2 separate regions of the Ovis aries genome follow, and region 2 is linked to region 1. A link is a contact called in public Hi-C data. All regions are on one chromosome and are shown on one strand. Each heading gives the region's core, a stretch centred on a gene start, on an enhancer-like site or on the middle of the called end of the contact. The rest is flanking DNA. Distances are from core to core; before and after follow the strand shown.

Region 1 (2,855 bases), core at 355-2,854:
CAATGGCTGGCAGATTCTTTACTGCTAGTGCCGCCTGGGAAGCCCCACAGGAGGCTATACCTTATGGCATCTTCCAGATTTAATGACCCAATAACCCCTTTATCAAGGGGCACCCTGCAAGACTGTGAACATGTTTTGGGAAAATACAGCCTAGCACAACTCCTGGCATTGTGAAGGCTTTTTGAATAATTTGAATAGTTGCAGGAAAACTTAATGTTCAGCTATGAGAATGCAGTCACTGGCAAGAGTTGTTTATGAACTTTCTCAAGGCAGTCCAGTGCCGAGATTAAAAGCACAGACTCTGGATCTGGTTGTTCTGGCTGTGTGGCCTTGGACAAGTTACTTGACCCCAGTTTCCTCTTCTGGAAAAGAGGGAAGATGATACATTACCCTTCAGAAAAGGTAGTTGTAAAGATCTAATGAGTTAATAATACATTCAGTTAGAACAGTCCCTGGCACATTATAAGCATGATATGTTGGCTATTATTATCCCAGACAGAATGAATTTTAGAGAAGCTTTCAAGAACAAATTATTGATAGCTATTATGATGTTGAATAGCTTACCATTTGTCTTACATAAAATTTCCTCTTGCTCATACAAAAAGACTGATTAATAAACAGATACTGCTTAAAGTCATTATTCCTTTTTTAAAGAAAAATGTCATAGGACCTCAGACAGCTGTTTTGCGTCTATGGCAAAATCCAAACCTGAAATATAAGAGATTTGCTCAAATATTCTATTAGGTGAAGATTGAATATTCCTTTTTTCAGAAGCACTTTATCTTCACCTAGAAATTATTTTCTGATTAATAAAACACAAATTAGGATAAATCATTTCACATAAGCACACACCACAAAATAATGTTTCCATATCAAATCACAGGCACAATTGCTGAATGAAATTAATTAGGTGGCAGGGGAAAAAAAGAAAGCTAAGAATTAAAGTAATCTCACAGCCTAAAAAATTATTCTTGCCACATATGGAAAGATTTTAAGACGTTTTCTGGTATAGATCTTAATGTTATACTGAGAGTCTGGATTGGAATTATAAAACTTTGGCGCTGTAAGACATTAGAGAAGTCTTCTTGGTTTGCAATCGAGGAAACTGAGTCCCACAGAGAGACTCATTTGCCTGAGGTCACTAGCTGGCCCTGGAGAGACAGGCCTGGAACAAAGATGTTCCCGAATCTTGTCCAGCAACCTGAGGCAGGGCTGGTCATTCACACAACCCCAGCAGAGCCAAGACCCAGCCATCGCACCCACCCGGCTGGAGGTGCATTTGTGAATGTCCGCAGCACAGCTCTCCATCCAAGCACCGAGTCTTTAGTGAAACCCAGAGTCAGCACCTTACACTGAATCTGTTTAGAGCATACTTCCATGTTGTGGGTTACAGTAGACCTCGACCTAGGCTCTGCTGCCTGGCTCCCACCCTCAGAGATTTTCGTTTAATTCAGCCTTGGGAGTTTTAAAAGTTATAGAGCATCAGCTTTCCTAAGGCAAGAAAACTATGAATCACAGATAAACTCCATTGTAACCTCCCTTGTGTTGTAGCTGGGAACTCTGAAGGACCAGCTGCAGTGCTGGATATAAAACCATGAGTCACTGTGCACTTCGTGCCAGGCTTGTGCTGAGAGAAGGGGGTGAGCTGGCCCGGGCTGGGGGTGAGGAAGGGGGCTGTGGACAAGTTGGTCACCCAGTGCTGTCTGAGGACCTTCTGTATGTGGAGCCCTGGGTACTCAGGGAGGAGAAGGCCGATCCCTTGCCCTCACAGGGCTCACGTGCAGCTGGACTGGCCACAAGCCACAGGGAAGCTGACACAGCATCTTTTCTTGCTACCAAAAGTCCTCTGACAGACACGTGCGGGAAGGCCCTGTGTGGAGCTCGGTGGTCAGTCACCACGTGGCCGCCCAGGTGTGGGTGAGGGAGCTGCTACAGCCCCGGCTCTGGAGGAGAAGCCCAGAAACAGACGTTTGAATGATTCAAACACCCTCAACCACGCTTGCTCTCAGAGCCTTTGGCTCGTGTTCACTTGGAGCAATGAGCTGAAACAGGGACGTGATGAGCTCACCCTGGTCCCGCTCCTAGGGTTCAGGCAGTGTTCACTCGACACAGCTCACCGCCAAGTCGTCCTCCTTTCTGCCCCATCTGCAGCGATTTTCACAAGCTCCACCTCGAAGGAGTTCATTCTTCAGCCGGTCTTGGAGCCAGGACTCACCGACTCTACACTCCCCTCTTTGCATTTATCCCATCTCTGATGTGCTCGCATTCCAGACACCTGTGAGATGGAACTGCACGGCCAGCCTATGCATTAGCCCCTGACCTGAGCTTTGGATATTGCCTGCTCCTTCCGTTCACATTTGGCTTTTAAATTAGGCTTTTATTGTTCCTTTGGAAATGGAACTCTCTAGTAAGTCAAGGAATGTGTGCGGGAAATCCTAAATACTTGGACCTCAGACAGGCCTGGATAGTTAATGGCCAAGGAGAGGCTATGGCTGGCATGTGGATATACAATGTTTACAAAGCATCTGTGAAGTTAGGCTTACTGAAATCTCACAAATCTCCAGTCAGGTAGGAGTTAATCCCATTTGATGGAGGAAAGATTGAGGTTTGGAGAAACTATACCCAAAGTCACAGAGCTACTAACGGCCAAAGCTGGACCTCAAACACAGGGTGTTTGGTTCCAAATCCATTGCTCTCTCCTTTCTGATTATGATCAACATTAGCAATTAACTCTCTTCCTGTCCCTAGTTTGGGCTTTCAAGTAGGCAAGTACAATCTTTTCCTGCTTAAACATCCAGCATTTTGGCTGGAGAACTACCTCTGGGTACTGAAACCACACTGATTGTTATTACCTC
Region 2 (2,700 bases), core at 197-2,696, 190 kb after region 1:
AGTCCACATCCATTGCATCGGTGTTGCCATGCAGCCACCTCGTCCTCTGACGCCCTCTTCTCCTTCTGTCCTCAATCTTTCCCAGCATTAGGGTCTTTTCCAGTGAGTTGGCTGTTTGTAACAGGTGACCAAAATACTGGAGTTTCATCCAATTTCAGATGAGTTTCAGCATCAGTCCTTCCAATGAGTATTCAGGGTTGATTTCCCTTAAGATTGACTTGTTCCATCTCCTTGCTATCCCCACTTTCAGGAGTCTTCCACAGTTCGAAGGCATCCTGCTTTCTTTACAGTCCAGCTCTCACAACCATACATGACCACTGGAAAGACCATAGCCTTAACTATGTGGACCTTTGTCGCTTTTCAACACACTGCCTAGGTTTGTCATAGCTTTCCTGCCAAGAAGCATTCGTCTTCTGATTTCATGGTTACAGTCACCATCCACAGTGATTTCAGAGCCCAAGAAGAGGAAGTCTGTCAGTACTTCTACCTTTTCCACTTCTATTTGCCATGAAGTTATGGGGCCAGATGCCATGATTTTATTTTATTTTTTAATATTTAGTTTTAAGCTGGCTCTCTCCTCTCCTTTCCTCCTCATTTGCTATAACAGTATCTCAAACTAGAAAGCTGAGTTGTGGAGGCTGCAAGCCAGTGTCTATCCGTTTTCTTGTCACATGTGGTCCCTTAACCTGTAGATAATGAGAGTAGGAGTCCCTGAAGTGGTTAATTTTGCACTTTGCATTTTGTAGGAAACAACCCAGTGTCAGTGTGAAGGCTGAATTGGAGAGAGGTAAAATGTGGGACTTGAATCCCAGGTAGACAGTCTTAAGTAGTGTTTCGTAAGTCCAAATAACTGAACCCCAAAACTCAAATTCCTTAAGGGATCAGACAGATAAGAGGAATACAGAAGTATCAGCGTGTAAGGCTTAAGGAAGGGCAGGTTCTGCAGTGAAAGGAAAAGCATTGTGTTCCTCCCACCATCCACCCCCGCCCCAGGGAATCCACATTGTGCTGTCAAAACACCCTTCACATAGTAATTTCTGATCAAAACCAAGGTGGTTACAGTGATGACAGAGATAAGTTATTTGGAAAGTAGAGTTTCTGTCTTGAGAGACAATAAGAGACCCACTAAGGGCTAAAGGGTATGGGAAGAATCATGCGTTTGGTGAAAAGTGATGATGTGTTGGCTTGTGGAATCTCCAAGTAGAGACAGCTAGTTTACAGTTGTCTGAACTGGGCCAAGGAATGAAGTTTTCGGAAGTGGAATGAAGATTCTCCAAGGAAAAAAGTTCCAGTGAGAGAGGAGAAAGAGGGCTGAGGATGGAACCCCAAGGAACTGTGAACTTTAAACAATGAGCAGTGAGAGGAACAACAGAGTACTGTTCACGGTCGAAGAGGCTGGTGGCTTGGCTATGCTAGAGGCAGGGAATCAGTTTCACTGAAGAAACTCATTCAGTTGTGTCACTTGCCACGGAGAGGTACACAAGCAAAGAACGCAGAGAGTCCTTCAGATTTGGTACTGAGCAGCCACTGACTAATTCGTGGGGCCAGAACCCAGAAAACTCTGGATCGTGGAGTGACTGGGAGGTGAGGGAGCACAGATAGTGATTCCTTTTGGAAGAACTTTTTTTTCTTCTGCCATTTGCTAAAAACACTTTCTCAAAGCTTAAGTTCCTGACTGAATGATCTAATTATAGGCTGCCTATGTGAGCATAGTTATATGCTTGATCAATTAATTTTATTAATGTAAATTTGCTGGAATAAGTCAGGAATATAAAGATATGTGATTATTTTCAAACTGAAAAGCTGCTAAAACAAAGATAATTTAGAAAATGAGTTTTTATATTTATAGGCTTATTCATCTTTCAGTAACATTACAGTAATCTGTTTTGTGAGACTCCAAAGAAATATTTTCCCCAAGTTTTTGAGTAAGAAGAAAACTCTGCATTTATTTTCTTTACTTCATTTTAGTACTTAAAAAAGAAGAGCTTTTATAGTTTTACCTCACTTTTTTTCTATTAACTTAAAGGTTATTCATAGGCTTTGCAATGCTGCCCTCTACTGATCGCTTCCCAAAATGCATGAATTAACCTGAAGAGTCTCTTCCATCTCTGACTCCGCTGGATCTGTACCTCAGCCCTGGTTGTTTCCTATCTTTTATCTCGCCTCAGTAGAGGGGTGGGCGGTGTGTGTGTGTGTGTGTGTGTGTGTGTGTGTGTGTGTGTGTGTGTGTGTGTGTGTGTGTGTGTGTGTGTGTGTGTGTGTGTGTGTGTGTGTGTGTGTGTGTGTGTGTGTGTGTGTGTGTGTGTGTGTGTGTGTGTGTGTGTGTGTGTGTGTGTGTGTGTTTCATAACCAGTTAGACTTATTTAATGGCATTAGGGAACGATTGGAGCTTTGGAGCCAAAAAATTTGGTTATGAACGCTTAACACTAGAGTTCTTTTGAGAAGTGAAGGAGAAGGTCTTTTTGTGGCACTCGATACAGCACAGAGTAAGCATTGAGCATGTGGCCATTCTCTGTCCACTTTCTTCTCTCCATCCTCACTGACTAGGCTAGGGAGTCAAAATTCTTTGTTACCACCTCTGATTTCTCCTGATACAAAGCATCTCATTATATTAAAACTGCCTGTTTGGTTGTCCATGCTCTGTAACATCCAGAGGCCAGGAATCATGTTTGGCTTGTGCATGTTTCTGTCTTTCGTATT

The links. A called contact is a pair of places that touch in the nucleus more often than the background predicts.
Region 2: a Hi-C map of hypothalamus shows a contact between it and region 1, with 3 times the contacts expected there. The contact joins two enhancer-like sites. A contact is called at or near these places in 4 of 16 Hi-C or Micro-C datasets (hypothalamus, skin fibroblasts and tail adipose tissue).

The regions. Positions count from the first base shown.
Region 1 is chr13:7,242,022-7,244,876 of ARS-UI_Ramb_v3.0, forward strand. No RefSeq gene overlaps it. Among named protein-coding and RNA genes, the nearest start is that of NDUFAF5, 42 kb to the left of the region's middle. Within about 2 kb of position 1,605, at least 18 of the 54 cell types and tissues checked have an H3K27ac peak or open chromatin away from gene starts, as enhancers often do. A contact at or near this core is called in hypothalamus, where this site is marked.
Region 2 is chr13:7,429,370-7,432,069 of ARS-UI_Ramb_v3.0, forward strand. All of the region lies in intron 2 of MACROD2 (mono-ADP ribosylhydrolase 2), which reads left to right. Among named protein-coding and RNA genes, the nearest start is that of MACROD2, 50 kb to the left of the region's middle. Within about 2 kb of position 1,447, at least 4 of the 54 cell types and tissues checked have an H3K27ac peak or open chromatin away from gene starts, as enhancers often do. A contact at or near this core is called in hypothalamus, where this site is marked.